Linked DNA regions of Macaca mulatta: regions 1 and 3 are each linked to region 2. A link is a contact called in public Hi-C data. All regions are on one chromosome and are shown on one strand. The core of a region is the stretch at or near the end of the contact, and the rest is flanking DNA. Distances in the headings are between cores, read along the strand shown.

Evidence for each region. Hi-C and Micro-C count contacts between places; a contact is called where the count stands out from the background.
Region 1: a Hi-C map of fetal cortex germinal zone shows a contact between it and region 2, with 2.8 times the contacts expected there. The contact joins the enhancer-like site here to the promoter of BAHCC1 in region 2. A contact is called at or near these places in 6 of 14 Hi-C or Micro-C datasets (blood, cortical neurons, fetal cortex germinal zone and 3 more).
Region 3: a contact with region 2 is called in a Hi-C map of fetal cortical plate, with 3 times the contacts expected there. The contact joins the promoter of ACTG1 here to the promoter of BAHCC1 in region 2. A contact is called at or near these places in 3 of 14 Hi-C or Micro-C datasets (cortical neurons, fetal cortex germinal zone and fetal cortical plate).

What each region holds. Positions count from the first base shown.
Region 1 is chr16:91,191,916-91,194,615 of T2T-MMU8v2.0, reverse strand. All of the region lies in intron 1 of LOC144336057, which reads left to right. Among named protein-coding and RNA genes, the nearest start is that of ACTG1, 25 kb to the left of the region's middle. Within about 2 kb of position 1,250, at least 31 of the 40 cell types and tissues checked have an H3K27ac peak or open chromatin away from gene starts, as enhancers often do. A contact at or near this core is called in blood, fetal cortex germinal zone, fetal cortical plate and 1 more, where this site is marked.
Region 2 is chr16:91,097,755-91,100,454 of T2T-MMU8v2.0, reverse strand. BAHCC1 (BAH domain and coiled-coil containing 1) reads right to left here and starts at 1,374. Exons shown (of 28, transcript XM_077973176.1): 1 at 1,198-1,374.
Region 3 is chr16:91,216,909-91,219,608 of T2T-MMU8v2.0, reverse strand. ACTG1 (actin gamma 1) reads left to right here and starts at 1,405. Exons shown (of 6, transcript XM_015120580.3): 1 at 1,405-1,472; 2 at 1,842-1,970; 3 at 2,060-2,299; 4 at 2,573-2,700. The coding sequence starts at 1,848. It overlaps LOC144336058, which reads right to left and starts at 1,218. Exons shown (of 4, transcript XM_077973370.1): 1 at 602-1,218; 2 at 222-365. The coding sequence starts at 825.

The DNA.
Region 1 (2,700 bases), core at 1-2,500, 94 kb before region 2:
GGGGGTCTGTGGGTTCCGGGAATGCTTTGGCTTCTGCTCTGAGTGCTGGGCGTGTAGACTGTCAACTCTCCAGGTGCAGGGCAGACAGGTGGTATGAGGCCCAGTTTGCCAGAGCATGGAGCTCCAAGCCTTGTGACCCAGAGGTTTACATGCTGGTGGGAACCCTGGGTCCGCAGGCCAGAGTTGGCTCCTCTGCAGAGCTCCTGGTCGGCCCGCCTCTGCCCTTCTCTCCAGGACCTGGGGGTCCTGCTCTACAGCCAGGCGGCCCTTGGGGAGCAAAGATCCGCGCCAGTGAGAATCTAACATATCCCCAAGCCCCCACAGCAACAAGGGTTGAGGGATCAAAGGACGGTCGGGATGGTGGGAGGTGGCAGTGGCCTTGGTTGGGGCGGGGGCGTGCTGCTGACTTTAGTGCTCTCCGGTTACTGCATAGGGGTGAACTGCTTGCCAGCCCCCACCCGTGTCCCTCTGCAAAGTGCTCCTGGCATCAAGCTGGGCTCCCCGGCGGCTCAGCCTCCATGTTCTCTTCTGGGCAAGGGGAGTCCTGGGCCAGTGCCCGCTGTCCAGCCTCGCTGTGCCCCGCAGCCCATTCCCTTTCCTGGAGACCCTGAGAGGCCTGGAGGGCCCAGGCGTCGGGGTCGGGTCAGTAGGCTGCCCAGGTCAGCTGAGGCCCGGTCAGTGCGAGGGGTTTTGTCGGAACCAAGGCCGCGGCTACCTGAGGACTTTGTGCAGAGCTCCGCTCGGGCCACCTGGGGGGGCCGAGGCTGGGAGACCCGCAGGGCCCCCTAGCAGCGCCCTCTGCCCCCTTAGCGACCTCTCCCAGACCAAGGTAGGGCCGGAGGGGACAGTGCCCGAGGGCAGCGGAGCCGGAAACGGGAGCGGGCACAACCCGGCCCCGGAACATCCCGGCGGCCCCGGGGCCTTTAGAGCCCGCGAGGGGCCGTCTCCTCGGGCGCGGTAGGGCCTGGGCTCTCAGCCTTCCCGCCGACCTCGGGAAAAGCCCCCCAGCCTCTCCACCCGGCAGCTGGAGGAGGCCCGTCCGGGGTTGGGGACAGCGCGATAGACCCGCCTGGGGCTAGGCCGAGGGCTGGGGGTCGCGGGCCGCGGGGAGCGCATGTATGAGACGCTTTTCCCGGCCCGCCGGGAGGCAGGACAGCGCCCCAACTCCAGAAGCCTGCGCTGCGTCCGTCCGCAGACCGCCGGGGAGGGCCGAGTGCGCACGCGCCTGACGCTGTCCCCACCGCGCGCCGTGATTGGCCCGGGCGGCCGCGCTCTCGGCCAATGGGTGCGTGGCTTCTGGCTCGCCGCGGGCCTCTGGGGCTAGGGGCGGGGAGGGTCAGTCTCCGGCCGGGTCTCGCGGCCTGGGGAGGCCTGCGCCGGCCCGCGGGGTCGTTCCTTCAAGCCGCCCGCTGCCGCTCCGGAGACGAGGCCAGCGAGTCCGTGATCCCGGCCGCCCCCAGTAGTGAGCCCGTGCGCAGAAGCGCCGGCAGAGAGACGCGGAGCCCCGTCCCACCTGGCCGGGCCTGCCCCTCGCAGGGCCTCCCCGTCGACCCCCGGCCAGCCCCGCTCTCCCTGCTCCCATCCTGCGGGTCAGAAAAACAATGCTTGACTGGAGGGGGCCCGTGTCTGTCGTCCCAGCCACTCGGGAGGCCGAGGCGGGAGGACCGCTTGAGCTCGGGAGGTGGAGGCTACAGTGAGCTGTGATTGCGCCGCTGCACTCCAGCCTGGGCCATAGAGCGAGACCCTGTCTCTAAACAAAACAAAACAACAGTGCTTAGAAAGCAAACAAGCCTGTTGCCAAAAACTATCCACAAAAATTAGCAGTGGTCATCTCTAGGTGGTGGGGTTGGAGGTAAATAAAAAATATTGTGACTGGGCGTGGTGGCTCACAGCTGTAATCCCAGCACCGCAGGCAGGAGTTCGATACCAGCCTGGCCAACATGGTGAAACCCCCGTCTCTACTGAAAATACACACACGGCCGGGCGCGGTGGCTCAAGCCTGTAATCCCAGCACTTTGGGAGGCCGAGACGGGCGGATCACGAGGTCAGGAGATCGAGACCATCCTGGCTAACACAGTGAAACCCCGTCTCTACTAAAAAAATACAAAAAAACTAGCTGGGCGAGGTGGTGGGCGCCTGTAGTCCCAGCTACTCGGGAGGCTGAGGCAGGAGAATGGCGTAAACCCGGGAGGCGGAGCTTTCAGTGAGCCGAGATCTGGCCACTGCACTCCAGCCTGGGTGACAGAGCAAGACTCCGCCTCAAAAAAAAAAAAAAAGAAAAAAGAAAATACACACACAAACACACACACACACACACACACACACACACTCACACACACACACATTAGCCGGGCGGGCGTGGTGGTGTGCACCTGTAATCTCAGCTACTCAGGAGGCTGAGGCAGGAGAATCACTTGAGCCTGGGCAAGGTGGAGGTCACAGTGAGCCGAGATCGTGTCACTGCACTCCAGCCTGGGTGACAGAATGAGACCCTGTCTCAAAAAAAAAATTTTTTTTTCCATCTCTGTGAATTATTTCAGTCAGTGTTAGAATATTGTTTGTATGAAAATATTGCTTTTGGGCTGGGCGATGTGGCTCACGCCTGTAATCCCAGCACTTTGGGAGGCCGAGGTGAGCGGATCACGAGGTCAGGGGATCGAGACCATGCTGGCTAACAGGGTGAAACCCTGTCTCTACTAA
Region 2 (2,700 bases), core at 125-2,624:
AATCGCTGACGAGGGCATTTCGGGAAGAGCTGAACCTCGGAGCACAGGGCTCCTTCCCGGGAAGGCAGGGCGTGACCCCGGAGCCGCGGGTCCCTCTTCCCGCGGCCGCAGGCGTGGCTGGCGCGCTCCAGGATCTGGGGCTTCTACAGGTTTGCTTTGTTTTCTGCTTTTGCATCTAAAAACCCGCTCTCTCCTCGCCCGCCTGTCGGAGACCCGGACTCCGACCCGTCTGCCTCCCTCCGGCGCCGTCTCCGGGAGCGCGGGCGCGGTGGGGCCTGCAGGCCGGGCTGGGACCTGGCGCGCCCGGGGGCGCTAGTGGCTCGGCCGCCGCCGCAGAACCCGCTCCCTGCGAAACAGCCGCACCCGCTCCCGAGGAGAGTCATGAGAACTAGGGTCGCGCCTGACCCGCGCGCCTGAGGAAAACCAGCCCGCGGGCCCCGCCACACGGGCCGTGACCCGAGCCCCGCGCGCTGTCCCGAACGCACGGTGATAACGCCCCGCTGCGCCAGCCTCGCTCGGCCCCCCTCCTCCACCCCTTCTCCGAAAAAAAAATTCTGAAATGGGAACGAAGACCGAAAAACTCGCCATGACCGTTTCCCTCCCCGGCCCCTAGCTTCGGCCCGGAAGGCCCTTCAGGGCAGCGGCCGTGGGTACCACGAGCCGGCCGGTTCCCCTAGCCGCGGACCGACCGGGCGGGGCCAACTCAGGACTGCTCCGGGGAGGGGAGCAGGGTAGGGGAGCGAATAGTAGGGGTTCGTTCGTGGGTCACCCAAAGCTGGGAGCACGCTGGCGGCGCCCGGACTTCGCCGACTGTCCGCCCGGTGCCACCCGCGCGGCTCGCGCCAGACGCAGCCTGGCGGTCCCTGTCCTGTCTCGAGTATTTATTTTTAATGCTGGGTGTCGATCGAGACAACAAGCGTTCAGAGCAAAGCAAGGACGCATTACGGGGGGAATTTTAAACCGATCGATAAGATTTTTCAGAGAAAAAAATCGCTTATATAGTCCATATTTTTTAAGAAAAAAAAGCTTCGACATTTTAACGGATTTTGTTAAAAGGGAAGGTATATATTTCTTAACATCACAACCCTGAATTTCTTTTGCTAAAAAAAAAAAAAATGTAAAACCCCAAAGCCAGAATAAAAAATAATAATAAAAATACAAAAACAAAAAAAAATGAAAGCAATTTCAGTTACTTACTGGAGGCTGTTTCCTGGATACAACTGAATGCAATACAATTAAATCAGTAAATGTGACTTTGTTTTGTATTCCTATTGGTATTTTCAATGTGCTGACTGTTGCACTGTAAATGCACCGCTTCCACAACAACGACTCTAGCGAGCCCATCCAGAGCGGCTCTCAAACCTGCAGCCTGGCGCCGCGAGCCACGGGCCCTGCATACTAATAAGCTCGTGCCACTCAGCCCGGAGCAGCCAGCGCGCTGATTGGCCGCGCAGCCCTCCGCGGCCGGGAGCTCGTGCCACTCATTCGGCGTAAACAGGCCTCCCAATAGGCTGGCGCCGGGCCAGGGAGCTGCCAATCAGGAAGCAGCGGGGCTACTACCAAGCCCGATGGCGCCTAATTCAAGCCCGGCGACTGCGCAGCTCCTCTGCGCAGATCATTGCTGCTGAATGGGAATGTGGTGGCGCAGGGCAGGAGAGGGAGCTGGAACCAGCGAGTGCGCGTGTCCCGGCGGAGGGGGAGGCGTATACACAGACACAGACACACACACACACATATATGTTTAATCCAGCAGGTCTAACGTTTGGCTTCTGCCGCACAGAAGGCCAAAGGAAGAAATACCACCACCCCTTAAAAGTAGCTACTTTTTCTCCCTGCGATCTGTCTGGCAGGTGGCAGGTAGGCCAGACCTCCAAGCCCAGAGGCCTCCCCAGGTTGCCTGGCCCATCTACCGCTCTGAGGCTGCTGCCTGCCCGGACCCGAGCTCACAGATCCACGTACGTCCGCTGCTTGGGCAGTACAAGCTTTGAATAGCCCGCCCGGCCCTCTCCTCCCCCTGACCTGGGGATCAGACCCTGGGAAGTGAGTTCTGAGTCTCCAGCCGTCTACATTAGTGGCTCTCAATTTTATCTCCCTCTGCCACACTTTGCAACAGAGCAACTACTAAAATGAAAATCAGGGATTTATTGAGAAGACAAGGATTGCCCTTTCTTCATCTACACCTAGATTTAAAAAATATTTTCAGCTCGATAAGGGGGGAAGGGGATATGGTGTGGTAAACCATGTATAGTATTTCTCAATGCTGCTCCCTGTCTGCATATCTGCTAAATCCTCACTCCAACTAAAGCAAGCTACTGAACAATTTTTATCGTAATCAGATGCAAACCACTTCTAAAATATTCTGCAAACAAATATTTCTGTTAGAATTTGGTTTCCCACCCAAATGCTATTTATTCTCAGGGAGTCGAGGTGATGTCTTAGTGGCGATGGATACATTTATTTTTGCTCCTCTTTCTCCCTGTGAATCTCTGCCTCCCCCTCTGGGGGAAAAAAGGATATTTAAACTAGAAGCCAAATGACAGATTCACACGCATTCGAAATTCTCCACCGTCTCATTCCAGCAGGGACACGAAAGAGTTAAACTCAAAGCCTGCTGTCTCTCTGTTTCCCCGCCCCCACTCCCGTTCCCGCGGGACCGCTGGGATTGGTTGGCACTCCGCCAGCGGACTGTCCATCACCGAG
Region 3 (2,700 bases), core at 156-2,655, 120 kb before region 2:
CCAGCCCCGGCTTCGCCACGGGAGGGAACACACCTGACATCCTTGCCCGGGTCCCCGGAGAGTCTGGGCCTGGAGAGCTCAGTACCCGCGGGAGGCCTGGGGCACGGGGACCTTAGGCACGGGGCTCGGCGTCCGGGGTGACTGCAGCCCGCAGGTGGGCTGGGCGGGCCGCCGTGCCTGACTCGCTGTTCTCACTCCCAAACACGGGGTCGCGAGCTAACCTTGCAGGGCTCGGCACTCCGCGTGGGGACCCTGGCCCCGTCCCCCAGCCTGTCGAGTCAAGCTGAACGCCCCGCGACCTCGGGCGAGTCCGTCGCCTCACTGCGCGGCCTGACTGCCACCCCTCCGCGGCCGGCGCTCCAACCCTGAAAATTCCAGCGGTGCACAAGGAAGCTGTAGTGCCGGGCGCCTCTCGGGGTGTGTAACCAAAGCACCGGCGCCGCTCCGGGCAAGGAGTGAGCGCCCCGAACCAGCCAGTGCCTAAACCCACGCAGCCCTGACCCCTGCCCTTAATTAGCATCATAAAAAGACGAGGGGATCCCCCCGACCGTCCGAGACTGCGGAGCCGACCTTCAAGAAAGTCAGGGTTCCCGTTGTCTACCTCAGTTTCCCTATGATGTCTACAGGTGACCAGAATGAAACAAAGGCCTCGCTCCACACCACTTCCTCAACACACAAGGGGGCGGGGTGGCCCCAACCCGGAGCGCGCGCCTGCGGACAATCGGGCCTGTGATTTGAGGAGCAGGAATGAGTCGGGCAGAAAGGGGTCTCGGTCTCCAAAACAACGTAGACCCGGGGCAGGGCGTCCCGTGGAAGGACCTGCATAGTGGTGGCTGCGCTCGGGGACCAGGGCGAAGTGAGGGCTCCCCCGCGCCCAGGAATGCAGAGTGTCGGGGACCCCCGCCGCGCCCCTTCCCCAGCCCGGCACCGGCGCCCGGGCTCCTCGTGGAGCCGGAGGGGACAGGCCGCAGGGACGTCCCAGGGAGCAAAGCCCCGCAGCGTGGCCCAGGCCTTGGGGACCCAACCCAGCTCCGGCGCGGCCCCGCCCCGGCCAGGCAGTTTCGGGGCGCAGCCGCGCCCTCACCACGGCGCGACAGTCCCGGGGCGGGGCCGGGCCCGTCAGCCCTTCGGTCCTCCCGGCGACCCCCGGAGGCCGCCCCGACCCAGCCCCGCCCGATGGCCGACCCGCGCAGGGTCGCGAGCGCGCGGGGGTGGCGCGGGCGGGGCCGTTGGGAGGCGGTGCGGGCTGGGGCCGGGGCCCCACGTGTCTCTGCCGGGCGGGCCAATAGGCGCCCGGCTTTCGGAAAGATCGCCATATATGGACATGTTCTGGGGCCGCGCGCGCCGCCGGGCCGCGCGGGCGCGCCGCTTCCGCTTAAATAGCGGCGGGGGAGGCCGCGAACGGTCTCAGTCGCCGCCGCCAGCTCGCGCATCTTGTTCTTCTGCCGCTCAACTGTCCTAGTCCTCCGCCGGTAAGCACCCCGCCCCGGGGCCTGAGCTGCATGTCTCAGGCCTGCGCCTCTCGACCCCGGCTGGCCTTGCTTTGAGCTGCGGAGGCCTCGCCGCGCCTTCACCGGGAACAAAAGGCGGGGTGGGCCGGGCCGGGCGGACTGGCGTTGGGCGGGCGCCGGGGGTCCAGGGCGGGGCCCGGCCGCAGTGCAGAGTCCCGAGCCGCGGACGTTACGTAAAAGTTCCGGCCGCTGGTTTTAGGTGGTTGCGGTCTTGGAGGCTTGTGTCTCCGGGGTTGGGGCAGAGCTGCCTCTTCTCCGCGGAGGAACATTAGTGGGCTGTGGGGTTTGTCTTCGAGAGGCGCCCGCCTGAATCCGTCTTTTCCCGGGCAGGTCGCAATGGAAGAAGAGATCGCCGCCCTCGTCATTGACAATGGCTCCGGCATGTGCAAAGCTGGCTTTGCTGGGGACGATGCACCCCGAGCCGTGTTTCCCTCCATCGTCGGGCGCCCCCGACACCAGGTGAGTGGAGGGCACCGCGGGGCTCCTGGGTTCTGCGTTGCGGGGTGGGCTCGGTGCCGCCGACGAGGCTGACGGGTCAATCCCTGCAGGGCGTGATGGTGGGCATGGGCCAGAAGGACTCCTACGTGGGTGACGAGGCCCAGAGCAAGCGCGGCATCTTGACCCTGAAGTACCCTATTGAGCATGGCATTGTCACCAACTGGGACGACATGGAGAAAATCTGGCACCATACTTTCTACAATGAGCTGCGCGTGGCCCCAGAGGAGCACCCGGTGCTGCTGACCGAGGCCCCTCTGAACCCTAAGGCCAACAGAGAGAAGATGACTCAGGTGAGGCTCGGCTGACGCCCGCGCTCCCGTCGTTTCCCTTGTCATTTTTTGCCCAGCTTGATTTCTGACATTTAAGTGTTTCTTTCGCTGTTCCAGGCTCTGTTCCTCTCCCGGCATTTCCTCCCTGAAGTCTCCAGGTTTCTCATTTGGTTTCTGCCTGCGTTCTTTTCTTTTCTTCACACATCACACTGGCATGCGGCATGTTGTGGCGTGTGAGCATGGGGTGGCCGTGGGTCTCTGTCCTTGACTAAGCCGCTCCTTGTTCCTCCTCAGATTATGTTTGAGACCTTCAACACCCCGGCCATGTACGTGGCCATCCAGGCCGTGCTGTCCCTCTACGCCTCTGGGCGCACCACTGGCATTGTCATGGACTCTGGCGACGGGGTCACCCACACGGTGCC